4 separate regions of the Mus musculus genome follow, and regions 2, 3 and 4 are each linked to region 1. The links are chromatin contacts, called in public promoter capture Hi-C maps. All regions are on one chromosome and are shown on one strand. The core of a region is the stretch at or near the end of the contact, and the rest is flanking DNA. Distances in the headings are between cores, read along the strand shown.

Region 1 (2,845 bases), core at 161-2,660:
TTTCTAGCAAATCACCAACATCTTCAACGTTGGTATTTTTCCAGACATATGTCACTTCTAAATGTTTTCCTAGTGTCTTCTTATGTGACAGTGAAGTACATATCCCAGTCTAGGCAATCTAAAAGCTGCTACATTAGGGAAATATCATTAAATGAAGACAAAGTATATGTTCTAACCAAAAGGAAAAATTCTGCCAGTCAGAGCCACAAAAAAGGATGAAAACTCATGTACAAAAAGTAGGATAATAGTTTTTGTAATTTAGGAAGTCATTTGTTACTAAAGAGGAGTAACTACATAAGGAAGACTACAATCCCTGTATACAACACTCTGAAACATAATTACCTATAATTCAAGGTAGATGGGACTAGGTGGGAAGCCATCACTGATTGAGTCCCTTCATTTCTTAAGTTATGTTGGAATACTTACCTTCCTAATAGAACCACTAGGTGTGTTTAAGTGCTTTGACTTTCGAGAAAACTGGAGGTGAGGGGAGACCGTACTAGATAAATGCAAAGCAACGTTACTGCTTCCCAAACGCGGTCACACAATCAGCTCCTTTCACACCCTTCCTTACTTGCTGGCTTGATTTATATTTCAGCTACAAAACCAAAGTGTTCAAGAGTGCTTCGTGGGAAACTGCTTGCCCATTTCAAGCCGGTATGAACATTCGGGTCCCCGGGGCTGCCCGGGGCTCTACTTTCCCAAGCCTCTCAGTCCCAGGATCAGATCATGACTCCACCTTGCCTGGGGCCTGCTCAAGACCAGTCCTCCAGCCCTAGAAGCAGTCTTCCCCAGTCCAGATGCTCGGTGGAGAAGGCAAGGGCGCACCTCCCTGGGGCAGGTGCGGGCAGGAGCGCCGGCAGGAGCAGCTGTCGGCTCGCAGCAGCTGTTAGCCGGGGTACCCCGAGGCTGTGCGGGCGACCAGCCCCGAGGAGCGGGCAGCGGAAGGCGAACCCTCCGGCCTGACACTGCCCACCCCGCCTCCCGCCTCCTCTCCTCGGCTTCCCCCGCGATGCCACGGGGGCGAAAGCAGGGGGCTGCCCTCGGCCGGGACGCTCCCTGGACTGCCGGGACCCTCGCACGGGAGGAGGCTCCTGCTGACCTCGCACCTGCCCTGTCCCCAGGTCTGACGCCCCCAGCCGGCAGCGGCCGTGGCCGCTGCCGGGCAGCCTGAGTGTGTCCATGCGGCCGGCTCGGGCCGGAGCGGCGGGGACGCGACGGTGGGCGCCGGGCCACGGCAGCTCGGGGCGCTATGGCGGGGACTGGGCGCGGGATGGCCGCGGGCAGGGGAGACACACACCGAGCCACTGGTTACCTGCGGTCCGGGACAGGAGTCTCTCAGAACCCAAGTCAATCCTCAGCCTCAACAACACAAGATGGCCGACACGTCGCCACGCACGTCACGTGACCCCGCGCGCCGCGCCGCCCCCCGCCCCGCCTACATCCCCGCCTCACTCCCTCCCTGCTCTCCAGCTTCCCACGACATCGTTCCCTTCCTCGACGGCCTGCCCCTCCCCTCGGACACGCCCCTCCCTGAGACCCGGATGCAGGGCCGGGCGAGGACGGAGCCTGAGTAGCGCAGGCGCACAGTGGGGCCTTTGGCTGCATCTCCTATGGCCCTAGAGTTGAACTGGTGTCCCTAATTGGAGCCTGGCCAGAGGCCCTATGACTCACCGTCCGATGCACCCAATCCAGTGCCCGGTTGCAGTACAAAAATCTCCACATCATTTATGAGCTGGTTTTCCAAGCTAGAACTTTTCCACAGCATTTGGTCTAGCATTTTCCTGCCAGTTGGTCCATCATGGGGCAAATGGTAAAGCTGAAATTCAAAGCAGTTTCCTTTCTTATAGAACTGGAAATTCATCCTGGAGTACTGGAATGTGACAGCTGGGAAGGTTTTAAAAGTTCCTACACCTAGCCAGGCAGTGGTGGCTCACACCTTTAATCCCAGCACTTGGGAGGCAGAGGCAGATCGATTTCTGAGTTCAAGGTCAGCCTGATCTACAGAGTTCCAGGACAGCCAGGGCTATACAGAGAAACCGTGTCTCGAAAAACTAAAAAAAAGTTACTACACCCTTCCACTACATGTGGACCTACAACCCCCTTATATATACTGCCTTCCCATTTTAGGGTTGCGAGATAACGAATAGTAAACCCGGCAATACAGAATACAGGAAATTAATCTGCTGTCTTTCTGAAACTCATGTTTAGCTGGACATACTATATACTTTGATTTGCTAAACCTGGTACATCTACCATTTCAAGTCACCCGGGTCTTTCTGGGACCATTAGTCTTTTCCTGCCTTTCTACTACCTTTGGTGTTTGGGATCCACTCAGTTTCACACAATCACTGCAAAATATCCTCCAGCATTTATCATAGGTCTTCCCATCAACATAAACTTAAGTTTCAGAACACAGTGGCAGACTCCCAACCTAGTCGTTTGGGAGCCCTGGATTCAACACTTGGAAAAAAAATACACACACACACACACACATACATACATACATATATATATATATATATATATATATATACCAACTTCCTCCTCTGCCTCCCTTCCTGAGTCTTGATTCCCTTTCAAAGAGAGACTGTATAAAAGAGCATTAAATTCAGAGAATGATCATTAATCTTGACTGTGATCATTAATCTTGACTGTCAACATGATGGGATTTGGATTCATCATGGAAACAAATATCTGAGCAAATTTATGAGAGATTATCTAGATTATGTTATTTGATGTGGGGAAACCCGAGAGTAGGTAAAGTGGAAAATACCATTCCATTCCATAAGCTAGAATTCTATAGTGTATAAGACCTAAGTGAAAAAGCTACACAGAAACATTC
Region 2 (2,700 bases), core at 41-2,540, 1.2 Mb after region 1:
CCCCTTCATAACTCAAGGCAAGCATTGTGTGTGGCGTTAAGCCCCAAGATGCCTGTTAGACAGCCTGGTTCAGACAGGCCTGGAGCTGGATGGAAAGGGATTCAGGGAATCCCAGGTCACCATCTCATTAGAAACAGAGTAATGGTTTGAAGAAAGGGGACGGTAGGAACCACACTGACTAAGGCAACGTGTCAGGGTACCAGGAATTCTGAGTTCATGGAGGCTATAAGGATGTACATAAGATGACAGCCAGTTAGTTAGCAGCACTCCTCCATGGCCTTAGCATCCATATCGGCTCACACAACCGGGATCCTGTCCTGCCTCACTTCCTTTGATGAACAAAGATGTGGAATCTTAAGCAAAATAAACCCTTTCTTCCCCTATGCTGTTCCTGGTCATACTACTTCATCACAGCAAGAGAAACCCTAACTAGCACAGTTTCCCATCTCATGGGCAAACTCACAGTCTCTCCAGAGCTAGGATTAAATCTATGCTGATATTTCAGGAGAATGTGCAGGAGTTGGGCCTCTCCTTCCGAAGTGTGGTTCCTGGCGTTCCAAGTCATCAGGCTTGGTCAGCAAGTGTATATCTCTTGTGAGTTCAAAGCAACCCTTGAACCCTCTGTGTTGGATGGATGTCCTGTCTCCTTAGCTCAGTTAACTTAGACCAAACAACCTCTGGGCTAAGGATCTACCTTGTGAAGAAAGAAGTAAACTGTTTGTAGTGTTTTGCATGCGGTGACGATGCCATCTCTCCATCAGCGAGAGATTCAGGCCTACAGCTGGCTGGATAAGGAGAAGATGAATTTGTCCTGCAAATAACATGCTTCCACTTAGATTCAGTGAAGTCTGAGAGTGTCCTGGGCGCTGGGAAGGAAGACTACTAATAAACTATGGGGGCGGGGGAGAAAGAGAGAGAGAAAGAGAGAGAGAGAGAGAGAGAGAGAGAGAGAGAGAGAGAGAGAGAGAGAGAGAGAGAGAGAGAGCGCTAAATGCCCCAGGCCACGAGATCCTGCTGCAGATGCTCAGCGAGAAGGCCCGGGGCCACTCCAAGTCCACCCCACCGCAGCGCAGCGGAGTCGGGGGCTCCTGGGGGGAAGCAATGGGATGCTCAAGCGGCCGCCTCGGGCCCTGGCCAGGAAGGAACCGGGTCCGACAAGGCGAGCCCTCCATGCAATGATCCCAGGGCTGTGTCAAGGGTGCAGTCGCAAGGAGGGCCGCGCTTACCTGCTGCAGGGCTCTGCGCTCACTCCTCCAGACCGCCAGCTCGCCGGCCGTCACCCGGGCAACCGCTACCGCTAGCCGAAGTCACGTGAGGCGACTCGGCCAATCTTGCTGGGCGAAGACGACGTGGAGCATCCTGGGAGGGAGAGTGGGAGGTACCATACGTGGTGAGTACCGGAAGTGAGGCCGTACAGGCGTGTGGCGTGCGGGTGACTTTAGTCTAGACTGCAGACGAACGATAACTCAGATCTGCCTATGTAAGATCCGAGCACCACACTTTCACCTACGACAGAGTCTTCCGGGAAGTATTAGAGACACTTTTGTCTTTCCCGTATGAATTTAGGTTTGTAAAACAAAACAGATTCGGAGGCCAGCGAGATGGCTTAGAGCTAAAGGCGCTTTCCTCCAAGCCGGACGAAGGGAGTTTGATTCCAGGGCCTATTTATTTAGTAAAGGAGCGTGCATTAAATACTACTCAGAATTCTGGCCAGCCCACTGCCCTGCGTGTATTCAGAGCTACTACTCTTTAATCTCTGGTCCAAAGTCAGTGCTTAAGGCCAGAGAAAACCCTTCCCTTCCCCTCGGAGTGCTGAGGCTTTGTGGTAGAAGTCTCTATAGTACCACTTTCCAGGCCTTCAAAACGTGGGAGCTGCGCGGGGCGTGGTGGCGCACACCTTTAATCCCAGCACTTGGGAGGCAGAGGCAGGCGGATTTCTGAGTTCAAGGCCAGCCTGGTCTACAGAGTGAGTTCCAGGACAGCCAGGGCTATACAGAAAAAAAGAGGTGGGAGCCTCCCAAGGCTGTCCAGAGGACTTGAGAAGGGAGGTGCCCTCGCCTTTGAAGAAGGAGGAGGAGGAAGAGGAAAAAGGAGGAGGAGGAGGAAGAAAGAAGAAGCAGCTGCTCTAGGATGGGCAGAGGCCCTGTCTCCTGAGCTCTCTGCTCTGTCAATGCTCTTTGAGTTAGGATGTCTTCTAACTAAGGCTATATTTAGGAAGAGAGTACTATGTCCTATGTCCTGTCCAGGTAATATAGCTTGAAAATAATTTCCCCTAGAAGTATTCTCAGTTAACTGTGTGCCAAGTGTTATCAGATGAAATATAGAACAGCCAATTTTATTTACATTTCGGATAATTTTTATTTGCTGAATACGCCATATTTGTGCCCAGCATCATTCTAAGTGAGTCACATAGGTGCTCTGATTGATTCCTGTGTCTCCAGGATGAATAACAGGCGGGCTCTGTGTTTTATAGGTGAACACTGTTGTGCTTTTCCAGAATTCTGTGCACCTGCAAAACTGCTGCAGTCAACACCCTTGTTTCCCCAAATAACTCATCTTTTGTGTTCTGGGAAGGACCCATAAAACTGTCCACTCTTCCTCATGAATCCCATGCAACTCAATTCCCAGCTAGCAGCTGGTCCTCTTGTTTACCCATGGCAACACCCATTCTGTGTCTCCTAGTTGATTAGTAAAATTTAG
Region 3 (2,920 bases), core at 342-2,841, 1.3 Mb after region 1:
TCTGACATCTCCCAGTGGCAGGCTAATGCCCCAGAACACCTCACACAGCCAGAACACCTCACACAGCCACTCTTTAGTTCAAAAGCTTACTACAGTCAAAGGTCAAACGGAAGTGAGTTGAGCGGTGGAAAGCTTTCCTAGCGTTTGTCAGGGCTCCACTTAGGACCTTCTTTTTAATCCCAGTACTTTGCAGCAAAACACGCTGCCTTGGGACGTCTGATCCCATGACGGAGCAGTCTCCGACTAAAAGCGCTCACACCATCTCTACACTTTAGAATAGAGCGTGGAAGGAAAACCTGGCGGAAGCAGCCAGCGATCGGTGGCTACCAGGAATAACTGAGGTCGTCACGGTCTCGGTCCCTCACACCCTTCCGGATACGTCCCTGGCACCTATTCTGTGTTTTTGCCAGGAACTTCGATTGCCTTCCTCCCTTCCACACCGAGCCTCCTGTATAGCTCCCCCTCTCCTAAAGCTCTGAGGACAATCCTACCAGGACAAACTTGTCCTAAAGCTACAGTCACCCCGCCCCCCAGACTCAGTTCTTCCCACGCACACCACCCAAATTTTTGCATCTTCTATCCCAGTTTCCAACTCCTACATTGTTGTTGTTTAGAGCAGTTCAACTCTACTTCTTACCCACTTCCCACCAGTTGTACCCTCAGATACCCCACCCCCGATCTCATGTGCAGTCAGGATCTGGCCAGACAGACTCAATTCCATGTCCAGAGCATGTCCACCTTAGGCTGAGAAGCCTTGTGCTGGGGACCTCCCAGCACCGGGCCTCAGTTTACCTCAACAGAGTTGGGTGGCCTAAACGGGTTCAACCGGTCTAAAGGGACGCCTTCCCCAGTGCCCAGCCTGACCCCACACGCAGCCTCACCTGGTCGTCCCGGCCCCGCAGCTTGCAGGGCTCTGCAGGCCGCCTCCTGGACCGCCAGGCTGGAGGCGGGACAGCCGGGACGAAAGGCTGCTGCTTGCACCGGGCCCCCGACCTGGCGGCCGAACACCGTGCGCAGCAGCGTCTCGAGCAGCTGCAGTTCGGGCGCCCTCGCGTCATCCGCACCCGTGTCGGCCACCAGCACTCCGACCAGCGCGGCGCCCTCACACCTCCGGTCGCGCACGTCCCGCAGCATCTCCCGCAGGCGGCGCCGCGACTCCCGGGAGGTCAGCGATCCGACGCGGCACAGCACGAAAACGAGCGGCGAGCGAATGGCTCGCTCCGCCTTCGCCCCCGGAGCCCCGTGCGACTCGGTGGCCGCCGCGGTGCCCGCGCTCTCGGCCTCTGCGCAGCCCGGCTTGCCCGGCGCGGACTCCGGCGGGAACACGGCACCGGCGAAGTCCCTCAGCAGCGCGCGGCTCTGCTCGCGCTCCCACAGCTCGCCCACCAGCAGCACCTGCCCGCGGCCACCCGCCGCCTCCACCAACGCCTGGAAGGGTGGCTCCGCCGGGCTCGCGGGCCGCGGGGCCAGCGCCTCCAGCTCGCTCTCCATGCTGGCCGCCGCCTCCTGCGCCGAGCTGGGAGCTCCGCCGCTGCCTCGGCCGACACGCCCCCGAGGGCCGAGCCGCCCAGACCCCCTGCGCACTCCTGTCCCGCCGCACTGAATTTATCATTCACTCATTCGTTCATTTAGATACCCAGTAACACACTCAGTAGTTTAGGACTACTAAGCATTTAGGACATCTAGAAAGTACAGGCTCTTGTGGGGGACTGAGGATGAGTGGACATTATTAACCTGACTAATGTACCCTCTTAGGGTAAGATGGTTTTGTTTGTTTATGCGTTTTATTTGTTTTATGTGTATGGATATTTTGCTTAAATGCATCTGCACTAGTACCAGCGTCTGATCTCCTGGATCTGGAGTTGTGAATGTTTATAATCAACTACATGGGTACTGGGAACCCAATCCAGGTCCTCTGCAAAAGCAGTCAGTGCTCTTAATCGGTAAACCATCTCTCAGATTTTTTTTTTCTTTCTTTCTCCTGAGACACGATCTCACCATCCTAGCCTAGAATCTGGAGACCCTTTAGCTTCAGTTTAGGATTACAGTCTGTACCACCATTTCTAACTTCTGGAGCTATTTCGGAGTAGTCCTACAGGGTTTGGCGTCAGGGCCTGCTTTTCCAGTGGTGTAAGCTTTGGAGCCCAGTTGGAGCAGAAGAGTGAGTGAGAACGGGAGAGAGATGGGAAGCATAACATCCTAGCTTCAACTCTGTCGCTGTGATAAAAATACCTTAACACCAAACAGTTTAGGGAAGAGAAGAAAGGGCTTATTTTAGCTCACAGTTCCTGGTTGTAGCCATCACTGCAGGGAAGTCACAGAGGCAGGAGCTTCCAGACAGCTGGCCACAACACACCCACACCCATGAGTGAAGAGATAGGAATATTTTTGTACAATCACACCAATGAAGGGTGTCACACCCTTCAGGCTGGGTCTTCCCTCATCAGTTAAGGTGATCAAGATAATCCTGGCCATTCCCAGACCTGCTCACGGGGCAAGCTGACCTAGACTGTCCCCTTTTGAGACTCTCTCCCCAGGTGATTCTGGGTTGTGTTTCCTTGATAATTAGAATTAACCATCACCCAGGGGACCTCCTCTACCACTTCTCTTCAGCCTCCAATACTTCCTCCAAATGGATCAAGATCATCCTTTCCACAAACACTTGTTGCATTTGGGTACCACCTGATGTCATGTGAGGCTGTTGTTCCCCATGGGCCAGAATCTAGAACAAGTCTAGAGCAACCCGTCCCTTGTGACCCCTTCAGAAAAGCCAGTTACATTATGATGCACAATACTAGCAGAGTGATAGCTATGGAGTAGCAATGAGACTAACTTTTTGGTTGGGAGTCACCACAACTTGAGGCCCTGTATTAAAGGCTTGCAGAGTTAGGAAGGTTGAGAGCCACTGATCTAGAAGTGG
Region 4 (2,859 bases), core at 90-2,589, 1.3 Mb after region 1:
GCCTATTCTTACAAGTGGCAAAAAATCTAGTATTTTCCTCCAGAGCTAATTGGAAAAAAGAAAAGAAAATGCTTCTTTTGATGGGAACTAAAATTCATTGCAATCATCTGTCTCTATCAGGACAAAAGTCTAACTTCAAGTCCAAACACTTCTTCACGTGTTTAAAAATAACCAGCACAGAGTGTAGTAGTACACTACACATTTTTAATCCTAGTATTTAGGAAGCAGGGGCAGGAGATCTCTGTGAGTTTGAGGTCAGCTTGGTCTACACAGTGAGTTCGAGGACAGCTAGAGCTACACAGTGAGACCCTCCCCACCGTACAGCATACTGTCTACTGAGAACCCGTTTGTTCAAAATCAAATACTTGTAGAACAAGTACAGAATAGGAATAACAACCAAGCAAGGGTACGCAAGCAGCCAGGGCTGAGAAAGCATCGAGACTGGGAACAGCTATACGCAGTTCAAGTCTGTAGTGGGCTTGAAAAATCTCCATGTAGAAGTTCATCTCCCTCCACACCTTCCCATTTCAAAAGCCATTACAAGTATCTACCATACAAGTGTGCGAAACCTGCTTTGCAGTCCTGAGGATCTAAACACACACAGTAAGGTGGCTCTCCAGTCAATGCTGCCTTCACTGAACGAGGTTCTTAGGTGAATACGGTAGCACCAAAAACCCAGCCACCTCAAACCTAATTTCGGACTTCCAGGAGAAGATATCTCATGCACAAGCCAGAAGCACTTAGTGTAGCAGTTAGGCTGCCAGGCCAGGACCTGCTATAAGATGCTTACGATGACACCGGGGCCCATCCCAAACCGAAACACCTGCGGGGAAGGATTGGGGGGTCACTCGACCAAGAAGCGGACAGAGAATAAAGGTCCAGCGACCGCCTAGGAGCCCGGTCTGGTCCTGGAACGGGGGTGTGGCTGGAGAGGGACGGCCGGGTGGCTACCTGGTCCTATTCCTACGAACCCCAGGGGCCTGCAGTGACCTGGCCAGTTTCCCAGCCCTCGATCCCCGAGGTGGGCCTCGGGCAGAGGGGCCTCGCAGGCCGGCGCTCGACCCGGAGGTGCCCAGTCACCCGCCCTGACTCAGCTAAACGCCGGCGCGGCGGCGGCTCCTCACTGGGGCGCCTGCTCCCGGCAGCACTCACCGGCTGAAGTGATCATGGCTGCGCCCTGCACTCGCCGATCCACTCGTCCACAGTCCTGGCCAAGCCCTGGATCTGTCAGCTCAGGGCCCGCTTGCTCTACCGCACCTCCAGGGTCCCGGGTGCGCTGCTCAGTCAGTCCCCTCCACAGGCCGCCGGCTCGCTTCTAGCCGAGGACCCCGCCCGCCCTAGGGCTGCCCGCATCTCCGCCTGAGGCTTGGCTCAAATTCACCGCCACGCTGTGTCTTTTATGCAGCTTCCGCCTCTCGAGATCATGCAACAAGGTAAAAAAACATGTCGTTGTTTTTTATAACTCTCCGTGAAGTCAGAGATCTGGCCGGCTGCGAACGGACATTCATTTCTAGTTGCAATCAGGCTTCAAAATAGACACCCTTGCAAAGAGAGGCCCACTCATCACCCGCCATTGCTAAGAGAATGAGTGTTAGGGGAGGTATAAGCATTGCTCGCAGCGCCACCTAAGGCTATGGAGGTCTCACTGCAATAATGCCCACCAACCCAAGACTACAGGGAAGTATTTTCTTAGAAAAGCGACTGAGGCAGAAGGATCTTGAATTCGAGGCCAGCCTGGGCTATAAAAGATCTGCTATCAAAGTAGGGGAAGGTGGTGGTGGGATAATGCTGGAAAGGCGACTTGGTCGCTTAAGTGGTTGCCATAAAAGCATGAAGACCTGAAGTTGAGTTAGGATTCCCAGTGGCCGGTGTAAACCCAGTGCTGGGGGAGGTGAAGGCAGGTGGATATCTGGGGCTTGCTGGCCGGCCTGTGTAGCCGGTTGGTGAGCTCCTGGTCTAGTAAGAGACTCTTGTTTCCAAAAAATAAAGTGGCTGGGTGTTGTGGTTCACACCTTAATCACAGCACTCAAGAAGCAGAGGAAAAGGCAGGAAGATCTCTGTGGATTTAAGGCCAGCCTGGCCTACAAGTGGGTTCCAGGACAGCCAGAGCTACAAAGTAAGACCTTGAGGAGTGTGGGGGTAGGGAAGGAAGAGTGGGAGAGCAATTGAGGAAGACACCCAATGTCAACCTCCGGCCTACTTGCGTATATGTGTATATATGTGTATATACATATACATGTGTATATGTTTGACACAAACTTGCCTCCATGCCTGTGTCTTTCGTACAGCCTCATCCAGCGAAGGCCCCCCTCCCCCCAAATATGAACATACACAAAAATAGACTGTCCAGGTGTCAAACATGGTGGTACACCCCTTGGGAGGCAATGGTAGGCAGATCTCTGTGAGTTCCAGGCCAGCCTCATCTCCATAGTGAATTCTAGTGAAGGAGGAGTCAATTGTGAGACCCTGTCTTAAAAAGGCTGGGTTGGTGGCAGTTCGGAGAGTTGCCTTTAGTGGTTAAGCTTCCAGAGAACCCAAGTACAATTCTGAGCACCCACATCGAGTAGCTCACAACTACTTGTAACTCCAGCTCCAGGGGGTTTGATGCTCTCTTTTGGCCTCCACAGGTACCTATACTCATGGGCACATAGACACACACAAATAAGTAATAAATACCTCTTTAAAAATAGAAAGCCTGTCTCTAAAATACAAAAACTTCACAGTACTTTATTATGATAATGAATGAACTAGTCTATCATAAATAAACAATGAGAATGGGGTGGGGGATCCTATACAATAGCCCAGGTGGTCTGCAAGCTTTCTTTGTAGCTGGGAGGTCCTGGAACTTCTGATCAAGGT

The links. Promoter capture Hi-C pulls out the DNA fragments that hold promoters and counts their contacts.
Region 2: a contact with region 1 is called in a promoter capture Hi-C map of pre-B cells, with 9 times the contacts expected there. The contact joins the promoter of Armc9 here to the promoter of Gigyf2 in region 1. A contact is called at or near these places in 4 of 39 promoter capture datasets (hippocampal neurons, liver and pre-B cells).
Region 3: a contact with region 1 is called in a promoter capture Hi-C map of pre-B cells, with 4 times the contacts expected there. The contact joins the promoter of 2810459M11Rik here to the promoter of Gigyf2 in region 1. A contact is called at or near these places in 2 of 39 promoter capture datasets (hippocampal neurons and pre-B cells).
Region 4: a promoter capture Hi-C map of pre-B cells shows a contact between it and region 1, with 3 times the contacts expected there. The contact joins the promoter of Psmd1 here to the promoter of Gigyf2 in region 1. A contact is called at or near these places in 2 of 39 promoter capture datasets (liver and pre-B cells) and 1 of 9 other capture datasets (liver).

Annotation. Positions count from the first base shown.
Region 1 is chr1:87,325,563-87,328,407 of GRCm38.p6, reverse strand. It overlaps Gigyf2 (GRB10 interacting GYF protein 2), which reads right to left and starts at 1,410. Exons shown (of 29, transcript NM_146112.4): 1 at 1,316-1,410.
Region 2 is chr1:86,153,370-86,156,069 of GRCm38.p6, reverse strand. It overlaps Armc9 (armadillo repeat containing 9), which reads right to left and starts at 1,290. Exons shown (of 25, transcript NM_030184.2): 1 at 1,227-1,290.
Region 3 is chr1:86,044,534-86,047,453 of GRCm38.p6, reverse strand. 2810459M11Rik (RIKEN cDNA 2810459M11 gene) reads right to left here and starts at 1,591. Exons shown (of 3, transcript NM_001144993.1): 1 at 882-1,591. The coding sequence starts at 1,491.
Region 4 is chr1:86,063,099-86,065,957 of GRCm38.p6, reverse strand. It overlaps Psmd1 (proteasome (prosome, macropain) 26S subunit, non-ATPase, 1), which reads right to left and starts at 1,339. Exons shown (of 25, transcript NM_027357.2): 1 at 1,153-1,339. The coding sequence starts at 1,168.